Linked DNA regions of Zea mays: region 1 is linked to region 2. Evidence: chromatin contacts called from public Hi-C data. All regions are on one chromosome and are shown on one strand. The core of a region is the stretch at or near the end of the contact, and the rest is flanking DNA. Distances in the headings are between cores, read along the strand shown.

The links. Hi-C and Micro-C count contacts between places; a contact is called where the count stands out from the background.
Region 1: a contact with region 2 is called in a Hi-C map of tassel, with 2.3 times the contacts expected there. The contact joins the promoter of LOC109940000 here to the promoter of LOC100384256 in region 2. A contact is called at or near these places in 4 of 25 Hi-C or Micro-C datasets (bundle sheath, ear, leaf and 1 more).

Annotation. Positions count from the first base shown.
Region 1 is chr5:210,848,692-210,851,641 of Zm-B73-REFERENCE-NAM-5.0, reverse strand. LOC109940000 (trafficking protein particle complex subunit 11-like) reads right to left here and starts at 1,488. Exons shown (of 10, transcript XM_020538673.3): 1 at 925-1,488; 2 at 463-524; 3 at 223-337; 4 at 1-106. The coding sequence starts at 1,271.
Region 2 is chr5:210,670,473-210,673,223 of Zm-B73-REFERENCE-NAM-5.0, reverse strand. LOC100384256 reads left to right here and starts at 1,496. Exons shown (of 13, transcript NM_001176822.2): 1 at 1,496-2,156; 2 at 2,269-2,308. The coding sequence starts at 1,564.

The DNA of each region.
Region 1 (2,950 bases), core at 239-2,738, 180 kb before region 2:
GCTCAGCTCAACAGAAGCAAAGTTCTTTTTCTCAATGCGAGCCTTTATCCTTCGCCCTTCCTCTTTATAGAATGCTGCACATAACTCCACAAAGACATTCTTCAATCTGCAGATACAGAATATTACAATCATCCACACCTCCAAAGAATTTGACATAGAAAATGGTTAGGATTGTTCTACAAAGTGCAACAATAAAAACACAGGAAAATAAAAGTTACAGACTTGTTCAGAGATCTGTTCCATTCTGCTTCATCGTGCTCAACTAGCACAACCAAGTGCTTGGAATCGATTTCAGCACGTTTTCTCAGGGCAACAATTACATCCTCACTCAGCTCATCTGCAAAAAAATATTAGGTGCAGCTTAAAATCTTGACCACTGTTGGTATCCAACTACCCAGAGATAATCAGCCTACTAGTCACTGCATTGAGAGAAGGCTACAAATTATCTAAATCGGTACTTACCATTAGCTTGAGCCTGCACAAGGACCACCACTGATTTAGTGTTTTTCCCCTGAATTGCAGACCTGTGCGACAAACGAAAATTACTCCGTGAATTCAGTTATACTAGCTGTTGTCAATAAATAGTATGTTTGGTTTGAAGAATGATCTAGTCCATCATTTTCTCACTCCTCACTTTTTTGTTTGGTTTGTGAAATGAAATGAGTTGATCCATCACCACTTCATTCCTCGTAGTTAGTACTAATAAGAGGATTGGGATCATCGCACAAAATTTGAGGAATAGACCCATGATGCACAACCTTATTTTGGATGGAGCTTAAACCAAACACCCCCAAAGTGTGGGAGGTGCATCCTAAGCCCCAAATGGTTGATAAGTTGTCCATTTGCACCTTAAGACTCTTAACTACATCTCTGACCGTGCAAAGTCAACTTGGGATCAACAACGCAACGATTCAGACAACATACTTGAGGTTTTCGAGATCGGAGCAGGCCTGGAGCCACTGGGCGGGGTCGCCGGAGACCTGGTCGGCACGGAACAGCGCGGCGACGGCGGCCGGGACGCGGGTGCGGTGCTTAAGTAGCCAGTCCTTCTTGAGGATTCCCGCGGGGGGTTGCGGCGGTGCGAGAGGGTCGCGGGGCTTAACGCTGCGGGCCAGAATAGAGGCCTTGGCGAAGTCCGGGAGGGCCAGTGTGTTCATGGGAGGCTGCTGGGAGCTGAGTGCCGTCGAGATCGAGGGGTGAAGCTCTGGGCACCCCACGATGGACACTAGCGACACCGGCGGCGTCCGCAGCTCCTCCGGGTAGTCCTCCATGGCCGCCCCACGCGCGGCCGAGGTGAAGCTATAGGGCGAGCGGCTCTGCTGTGGATATGGGTGGCGCAGCGGCGGTGATGATCGCCGTGGCCCGGGAGGACGGAGGAGCGCTCGGATCTACGGTGTCTGTTTGGTTCGTTTCAGAGAAACATGGACGAGTCTGCGTCTACGAGGACGATGAAGTAAAAGCAAAACGTGTGTAATATTGAGTTCCCCATGGGTGTTTTCGGCAAAGATTGCAAGGACCTCAGTTCAGATAATTCGTAGGCCAAATGATTAAACTCTTGCATCGTTAAATAGTGTTGGAGTGTTTTTTATGGACAACCAACTCATCTATAACCATGTTTCAAACCTCTAAATCTAATAATTAGTAGCTAAGAGGTTACAACAGGCCAGCTAATGGACCGGCTAAATGTTAGTTATACATCTAATAATTATTAATTGTTAATTGTCTCAACCAGCTAAAATCAACTAATAGATTGTTGATGACCAAATTGCCCCTGCCTATTTCTAAAATATTTAGCCTATCAGAACAATCTTTTAGTTTTAGGTTTAGAATATCCCTAACTAATAGTAAGTCGGCTATAATGCAGATCTAGGATTTTTCATATACAATTATAAGGTGTGCTCCAACAAAATTTTCATATACAATTATATCTAATGTATATATAATTCATTGTGAATTCGTTAAACAATTCGATAAATAGATATAAAGTTTAACATTCAACAATTATACATGAAATTTGTATACATTAAAATATATATATAGTTCGAACATGTTACAAAATATACACAGAGATTGTGATGATGCATGTTTGGCCTACGTTTCCTTAACTCCATGAAAGTCTCAATTATGTCTTCTTCATCCACTTTAAATAAAATATCTCTTTCGACGTTTGTAGCAAGACAAACATCCAAAAAATATCACATATCGTGTTTCACAATTTAGTTTTGACTAAAATCATTGCGAAAAATGTCCTTTCAACACTTATTGTTGTCGTCGACAAAAGGCAATACCAATTTGAGAAGTGAACATATCAAACACCTTATTCTCTTTGTTTCAAAAACTTATGTGAGAGGTTGAAAGTCGCCTAGAGAAGCTGAATAAGCAAAATCTGAAATTTGACTCAAACCAATCCAAAATTGATCTGATATTAGTGTTAGAACAAAGATATGGGTTAGTTGGAATAAGTTCTCAACTTGTGGCTGGTGCTTCGTTTAATATACGGAATTAGCTTGAGCAACAAAGTATGATTTAAATGATGATCAGCGCAAGAGAACTTAGGGAGGAAACCAAATCGTGGTCGAAAGAATAGAAGAACACGACAATTTGTTTAGTGGAGTTCAGTTTTTCAACGAAACTTACGTCTCTATTGAGGAGTCCATAAGGGTCGAGTCTCTTTCAACCCTTTCCTCACTCAATGGTCACAAAGATCAACTTGAGTCCTCTTTCCTCACTCAAGTGGTCACAAAGATCAGTGTGAGTCCCCTTTCCTCACTCAAGTGGTCACAAAGATCATCTTGAGTCCCCTTTCCTTTTCTCAATGAGTTTGAGAGACTGAGACTCCTCAAGGCACTCCACACACTCGGCGACTCTTGCCTGCTTTACACAATCAATAGGAGTCTTAACTCCAAGGCTCAAGATCACAACACACTCACAATCTTTAGCTCACACGCGT
Region 2 (2,751 bases), core at 247-2,746:
CCACATGATATCACTATTTACCATGTAATTAAAGTCGTCTTAGGTAATAGAAAACATTTTATTGGTTTATTGTTGGTTTACCTACCAAGTTATGTAATCAAATGATTTGTTGTATTTTAACTTGAACTATTTTTTATGTGTTTGTTTGACATTTTTAGTGATTGACACATTAGTGTTTTAGACTTTTCTAGCAGATATGTGTAACACGACAGGTAAAATTACTCGCACGGATATATGTATGGGTAAGATTATATACCCGTGATCTTATATGGAGAACTCAACACGTAAGATTCTTTTGACGAGTACAGATATATGATGATACTACCCGACAACCCAACAGGTATATACTCGTTGCCATCTTAGGCAGAAGGCTAGACCCATGAGATGCACATGGATGAAAATGGGACGGAAATTCCCGTAACGGCCTGTTTTGAATACCGTTTTTTCGATCGTTTTCGAATTTTTTGGGAATCGATTAGAAACGGTATAAAAATGATTTAGCTATTTTTTCGACTGTTTTTGTATTTTTTTGTTTTCAAGTCGTCTTTTTACCGTTTTTATATAATATGGGATACATATAACATATATTTTATTCAAGATCTAAACTAATAAGAGAAAAACAAAAGTTATAATTACTCTAAATAATATAAATGACGAAAAAGAGTTGTTTGTGTATTTTTATATCTTAAAAATTAGGCAATTTATCACTTTATTATATATTTGTGAAAACTACAAAATATTTATCCTTTTAACTAGAGTTTATCGTTTTCAAATAATTGACACTTTCGATGCTGTATCTCGACCGTTGAATTTTGTTTTTATTTTCGTCCCGATAGAAAATATGAAACCAAAAATAATTTAGCCTCATTCGTTTTCGACCGTTTTCGTCATAGCCATGCCCGTGGGCGCGACCGCGCGAAGGGGAGGAATCCCTTCCTCCGCGAGTCGCGAGCCGTGGAGATCCGTCCCACTCCACCCCAGACCTTTTTTTTAAGGAGATTTTACTCAGCTTTTAAGAAAGCAATAACAGAGGTAGCTACATAGAGCACACCCCACAGCGTTGAACTGGGATAACCAGTTAACCAGGGAAGCTCCACACATGACACCCATGACCATCAAAAAAAAAAACAGACCCTCCACTAAGAACTGAGACTTCAAATCACCAGCTTAATATCTATGACCTGACAAAGTTCAACTAACAAAGTTCTGAAATCAGTCGCCAGATCGCAGCTAGTACACACCATAAATCTTCACGTAAAGCATCACTGATAAAACTAACCTAACAGATCCAAAAACAGGCCAATCACTAAAAGAAAAAACCTCATACGGCATCCATTACAGCGACAGCTTCCACGACTGGGACAAAATTTTGCATCCACGGCTTCCAGGATCAAAGCAGTTTTTTCGATGTAATTTAACAGTATTCAGACCAAACAGAAAAGAAAGGGTATTTTCCACTTCAAATCACTCCACCCCTCCGCTCCGCCCCAGACCTCGCTACAAACCTGCCGCGAAAATAGCAGCCGCCCGTTTGCTCTCTCCCGTCTCCGCACTCCTCCCGCGATGAGCGACCCGCGGGGCCGCGCCGCCGGTCCCGACCGCTACGGGGACGAACCGCACGACCTCCCGCTCGCCGAGGACGCAAACGGCGAGGAAGCGTGGCAGACGCCCGAGAAAGAGGCGGTTGCCGTGTCGGAAGGGGCCGCTGCGCGGAGTGGGGATACGACCCCGGACGCTGAACAGGAGAGCGATGACGGAGAGGAAGGAGTGGGCTCCCCGGATCAGGCGGAACCCAATGCGAGCGGGGAGGGCGTACCGCCCGTGGCCGCGACTGTGGAGCCGGATGGGATTGTTAGCGGCGCAAAGGTGGAGACGAACAGCGAGGACGCCATCAGCCATGACGCCGACGAGGAGGAGAAGGACGACGACGATGACTCCACCCAGGATGCGTCTCCGATAGCCGAGGTGAATGTGGAGGGCGAGAGTGGCGCCGTTCACCGCTTGGAGGTGGAACCGGACCCCTTTCTCGATGGAGATGCCTCTGGGACGGAGGAGGAGCAAGCCGCGTTCATGGTGGAGCTGGAGCGCTTCCATAAGGAGCACAGTCTCGAGTTCAAGCCGCCCAAGTTCTATGGCAAGGGCCTCAACTGCCTCAAGTGTGCATCTGAACTGAACCACTCCTACTCTGAGATATTCCGTACCGTCTTTTGTTGTCTAAACGCACTTGCCCCCTGTTTGGCTGTTTGGTGTTGCTATGTTGGAATCCAGGTTATGGAGGCAGGTCGCCCACCTGGGAGGCCACGAGCAGGTACGGCTGATTTCGTTGTCACACATGCACTTGCTGCTGTAGATACAACAGAGTGAAATCTTCTTTAGGTGGTGTTTGGTTTTAGAGCAACTCCAAGAGATTAGCTAAAAAGACTAGCCAAATTTACTGATTTAGATACTCTCTAAAATAGATTTTAGAGAAAAAATGTAGGCTAATCCAACAGACTCGGTAAACCTACGGACTGAATAGAGAGTGAAGCAGGCTATCCAAAATTGGAGAGCGAAGATGGAGAAATAGAGAGCCACTAAATTTGAAGAGTCGTTTACAGAGTCTATTGGATACAATTTTCTTTTAATATTAGCTAAATTTACCTTTACAAAACCATATACCTAGTCTCTTGGAGTTGCTGGGACTAATTTTAGTAGTCTCTCCATTTTATTGTATTTAAGTACCATAAATTGCTAAATATGGAAAGCATTCCG